Regions from separate parts of the Mus musculus genome. Here region 1 is linked to region 2. The links are chromatin contacts, called in public Hi-C maps. All regions are on one chromosome and are shown on one strand. The core of a region is the stretch at or near the end of the contact, and the rest is flanking DNA. Distances in the headings are between cores, read along the strand shown. Region 1 overlaps Anks1b (ankyrin repeat and sterile alpha motif domain containing 1B). Region 2 overlaps Anks1b (ankyrin repeat and sterile alpha motif domain containing 1B).

Region 1 (2,700 bases), core at 195-2,694, 640 kb before region 2:
TATTTTAACAGGGAATATAACGGTATAAGTAATATAATAATTGTATTGCTAAGTCTTCTAATCTTTAAACCAACTGAAGACTAATTCCATACATTGGCTGCAGGGGTTCTTGCAGCCCATAAAAATAATATCAAGCAATTGCTAACCATTTTAAACATTTTGAAGATCTGTTATTCTATCTTTTAGCATTTAGGGGATTTTGAAATCCTGTGTTTTGTGGATGGTTTGTGTGTGTCTGTCTACGGATACAGATCCATGTCCCTCTTACTCATCAAGGAATGTCCAGTATCACTGCAGCACAGGAAAGCGTAATGGTTAGAGCCCTTGCGTGGTTTCCCATCCTGTCTAAACAGTTATGACCTGTGGCACACACACTGACATCTGACTGGCATGACAAGCATTCTAGGATTCCGTTGAGCTTGTTGCCTTCATTATAGAGGTTTTTTTTTTTTTTTTTTTTTTTAATTGCCTTTTTACCCTTCCAGTTTCTCTTGCTGCTGGTGGAGGCCACACAATATGATTTGGCTAATAAAAGGTAACAGGAAAGCTGGCAGAGGATTCTGGGAATGTTCTGAATTCCCACTGAGAGGGACACAAGCAGGATGACATCATCCCTCTTCTTTCCTTAACCTAAATGTGGACATGACTCCTCAATGCTGGGCAGCCATTACTGCCCATGAGACAAAGGGAAGCTGGTTCTCAGAGGTGCTAGCTACAGAAATACTAGGAGATAGTAACTGCTCAGCTGAGTGCTATGGGAGAAGGGCTAAATGACAGTTTCAGCTATAAGTAACTGGGTGACTTTTAGGTAAAAGTGATTTTGAGCCTAGTTCTTTTACTTAGTTTTAAAATGGGATCATAGCAACCTCTTCCTCATGAGATTGTTGCAAAGATTAAATGAGATTTCATATATGTACGTATACATGTACAGGACACAAAATATATACAAAAAACCAATAGGAGTTAATTGTCATGTTTATTTCTATTTTTTGGTGATGGGGGCCTTTGTAAGTAAATCATGGTTGAATGAGTAGGTCACAGTTAAAAGATGCAGGCTCAACCCAAGGCAGCAAAACGATGCTGATGTTTTTGGAAAAAAAAAATGAGAAAAGGGGGGGAAAAGATAAGGTAGCCAGAGGCAAGCGACAAGGCTATAGAGGGGTCATGTGGGCTCTGGGCCGGGGCACAGTGGCCCACGAGAAACCTCTCTTGGTGAAGGACCAGCGTGTGGGTGCTGAGGCCGCACCTGTGGTCCCAGGTGTGCCAGCATCAAGACACTGAATAGACGTTTGTTGGTTCCCTGATTAACTGAATGAACAGTGAGGGTATTAACTGAAAAGAAACTGCTATCTCTTCCTTAAGGCGGAAGAGCTGGAAGCGGCAGGAAGACTTTTCTCCAGAGCCATCTGTACGCTTTTTATAATATTTGCCTGGAATCGTGTGGGTGAAGATGCAGCGCTCTATAATTGCCTGTGCCCTTGCGAGGAGCCGATAAGAACATCCGGTGGGGGCAGAAGCAGAGGCAGAAGGAACAGATTTCCCACAGAGTAAAATGTTCTTTTTCATGAGGGGGGAAAAAAGTTCCTTGCTATGACAAGAAGAGGAGACCCTACAGCAGAGCGGCAGATGCCTCCTAATAGAGAGAGATTGCCAGAGTTGCCCACCAGGAGCCGGCTGCTCATTACACGAGGAACAAACGCAGGAGCCAGCATGGCCGCCCTCTCCTCTGTTCTGTGGGCTGGTGCTGGAACTGTAGCATGGACAGAAAGGTGGCTCGCTTTCATTGCTGTGGCCATGGGTGACAGCGCGGTGGTCGTCGGAATCGCACTGAACCATCCCCTCCTTTTCATCTGTTCCCACCTTACCCTGCTATGACCCTGGCATGTTTCTAATCCTCACTGTACAAAACATGTCTGGACAGCCATGGGAACCTGAGACCTATAAAAAGGCTTAGTCACATGGGATGAAGAGGCAGATGCCTCCACGAGGGGACCAGCTCTGATAGCCACGTTGCTGAGCATTATTTATATCAGAACTTAGCATGAAGGCTCCCTATTTTATCCGCTGTCCCTTCCCCGAGTATCTCATCTCTTTGGATTATTTTGGCTTTATCTTGTGTGTACTTTAAATGTGGTAATAAATCGCAAGCAGTTCTGCATTCCGATGTGATTTGGGCATACACATTTGCACCCCTGTTCTAAGAAATGAGGCCCATAAAAGTCTTCCATGAGTGACATGCACATGTGTACACACTACACACACACACACACACACACACACACACACACACACACACCAGAGAGGAGTTAAAAGCATATGCTGATAACTGAATCTGCTGATGACATTTTGAGTAGTGAGCCCACTCCGCACAGCTGAAGGGTTTGGCATGGTACTTGTTCATGGGAACAAAGAGCTGGAATAAAACACAGTGCTGAAAGTCTTCCAGTGACTGGAGAAGCCGAGAGAAATTAGTATCTTCCCCCCACCCCCGGCCTCCCAACAGAGCTGCTGGTTGAGGCTTATGATCATCTCAGTGAGAGTTTCATGTGGCTCTGTAGGGCAGACTCCAGCTTAGTGACACTCTCACGCAGAGTCCTTGGGGCTGAGGAGGTAGAATAGATAAACATTCAAAAGCACGGAGCTTGGGCCAAAGCCTTTCTCACTTTAAGACTATGCCAGCTGGAGATTAACAACGTGGCT
Region 2 (2,700 bases), core at 129-2,628:
CACGTCACAAGCACTTTACCAACTGAGCTCTACCCGCAGGACCAGCATCTGACTTCTGGACAATCTAATAAAATAGCTCACACTTCAGAATCTGGCATGCAATTGAAGAGTCCGCAGTAGAAGCGTAAGTGAAATAAGAGAAGTGCTACACACTGGCTGAGTAACACAACATTGACCATGCTAGCACATCCCTGGACAAACAGAGAGCGCTGGATGCGTCTGTATCTGGAGTTTCCTTCAGGAAAAAGAAAGAAAAGAAAACGTTTCTTCAGGCAACAGTCTTACCCATTTCTTTAAAGGCTAATAAGACAATAATGCTTTTTCTATTTAAATCTAAGAGAAATATCTTCCCGATCCAATCTGTCATAATCTTTATATTATATCATATCAGAGTTTCTACAGCCTGTCATATTCACCTTTAAGAATTGTGTATATTGTTTATATAAATGAAGAATATAAATGAAAGTGGGGCTTAGGAAAATAAATGAAAACAATAGGAAAAAATTTAGATCATTTTATATTCTGTCAAAGACATAAACTTCATAGGCTGGTAACAAATATGATGATATTTCTTTAAAATTCATATCCGAGATTATATAATGTTCTGATTCAACTTGGAAAATGGTCTCATAGGCATAGTATAAGAGCATTCAGAACAGATTAACTTTTGAATTAAAATGCAAGCAAGGTAAAATAAAATTCTAACTTGAGCTGGTCTTCAAATTAAATATAAATCCCACAATATTAATAATAATAGGGAAAGACTTTTTAATTCATTTATAATAGTAAAATTATTCGTATAAAATTAAACATCTCTGATTCAAAAAACTGAACGTTCTTACATAAGAGAGCTGATTTTTGGCTTAAAATCCTGCACAAGAGTGCCCTCTACTGGAATAAAAGAGGAAAGGAAACTTGCATCGAACTCAGAAGGGTAACAGCTAAAAATACTCTGCGTTCCAGCTCCATCGCTAATGTGTAAAATACACTCATGAATGATAGGAAACTCAGAACATGTTTTCCTTTTATTTCATAATTCCCTAATTACTTGTGCAATGACGCATAGCACCAAAATGAACAAGCCCAACATTTTGGAGCGTCTAAAACTAAATCACATTCAGACTGGTGGCTCATCACATTGCTAGAAATATAAACAACAAACAAGAATGTTTTTCTACATTTAAAGCTTTGATACAGTACGAAAATAACTTTGCAAGTCCAAACTGGTGTCAGAACATAATTTGAATTCTCTTTCATTGTCAAGCAAAACCTTCCTGGTAAGAAGAAAGTTTCTACCCCTTCCTGATACACATACTGATGTACCAACCCCCAGAGACAGTAGAGCACAGGACTCTGGGAGGTGTCCAGGTGATGAGCGCATAGCTGTCAGGGGTGGGTTAATGCCCACAAGCAAAGCCAGCTGACAGCTGGCTTTTTCCCTCTGTCCCCAGTCATGTGGGGAAACAATGTGACTCTAAAGACGGTCACTCCCAAACCAGGAGGTGGTCTCTTAGCAGATGCCTGCTTTGCCTGCAGCCTCCAGGAATATGAGAAATGTTTGCCTTCAAGCTACACAAGGTACAGTAAATTGTTTAAGAGTCAAAACTAGTCTATTCCCTAGTTCTAGAACTTAAACACAAATGATTATGCTAGATAACTGAAGAAGTAAGCTACAAGATGTATGAGATGTATGAGATTTGTTCAGAGAGAGAGAGAGAGGGAGAGAGAGAGAGAGAGAGAGAGAGAGAGAGAGAAAGAAAGAAAGAAAGAAAACTTAAAATTGTATGACGTTACTAGGACCTAAAGTTCTACTCTCATTTTAGACCTAAATTAGCTTGTAAAGGTCCTGGCAGGATTTCTGTCACTAGATCAACTGTGTGCCTGGTTAGAATACTGTATGGGGGTTCTTTAAAGATATAAATAAATAAATAAATAAATAAATAAATAAATAAATAAAACAGTGCTTAGAACAATTTTTTTTTCCAAACGGGGTCTGGATATCTAGCCATGGCTGGCCTCAAGTTTGTTGTACATCCCAAGATGGCTTGAATGTACGATCCTCCTGCTTCACCATCCTAAATCCTGGTACTAACAGATGCACACCATCATATCCAGCTCCCTCAATGGCTGTTGGCCAAGGGGGTATGGTATGACATCTCAGTGCTTAGTTTGTAAAGCCTTTCCTGGTTACTCTAAGACAAAGCCATTGATGAGAACCACTGTCTATTCTGAGGATATGAAACAACCCACCACCTTTACCTTCCAAAACATCACCTTCAAGGAACTCCCTGGAAGCTTATTCTCCTGACCTGCCTTTGTTCTCTGGTGATACGGGGAATGATACACGAAATGACTCTGGTTTCAGAGCCAGGATCTGAACCAAGGCATTCTGGTTGTGCACTTGTGGGAAAAAAAAATGATCAAACCTCTCTGAGGCTTCCCTCTCTCATCTGTAAGGTCCACCTTGGAGGATAATTGTGTGTTAGGTTTTATCATTATCCATGTAACTTTTATGTCCACTGTGGTAAGCATTCTTTGCAAGATATACATGGATTGTCACTTCTGCTTCTGCACACACCATTTCTTCAGGCTCTGGGCCTTATCCATATGTGCAAAGCACACCTTCCCCTTTTCCAGGACCCACTTTAGTCTTAACCTACACCCACAGTGAGCCTTCAGTGAACGCCTGTAGATCTCTGA

What was found. A called contact is a pair of places that touch in the nucleus more often than the background predicts.
Region 1: a Hi-C map of cortical neurons shows a contact between it and region 2, with 3 times the contacts expected there. The contact joins two enhancer-like sites. A contact is called at or near these places in 3 of 484 Hi-C or Micro-C datasets (cerebral cortex, cortical neurons and embryonic stem cells), 4 of 115 datasets of contacts at active chromatin or transcription factors (bone marrow-derived macrophages, embryonic basal ganglia, forebrain and 1 more) and 1 of 9 other capture datasets (embryonic stem cells).

The regions. Positions count from the first base shown.
Region 1 is chr10:90,723,020-90,725,719 of GRCm38.p6, reverse strand. All of the region lies in intron 17 of Anks1b (ankyrin repeat and sterile alpha motif domain containing 1B), which reads right to left. Among named protein-coding and RNA genes, the nearest start is that of Apaf1, 360 kb to the left of the region's middle. Within about 2 kb of position 1,444, at least 29 of the 459 cell types and tissues checked have an H3K27ac peak or open chromatin away from gene starts, as enhancers often do. A contact at or near this core is called in cortical neurons and forebrain, where this site is marked.
Region 2 is chr10:90,080,044-90,082,743 of GRCm38.p6, reverse strand. All of the region lies in intron 8 of Anks1b (ankyrin repeat and sterile alpha motif domain containing 1B), which reads right to left. Among named protein-coding and RNA genes, the nearest start is that of Anks1b, 210 kb to the right of the region's middle. Within about 2 kb of position 1,378, at least 11 of the 459 cell types and tissues checked have an H3K27ac peak or open chromatin away from gene starts, as enhancers often do. A contact at or near this core is called in cortical neurons and forebrain, where this site is marked.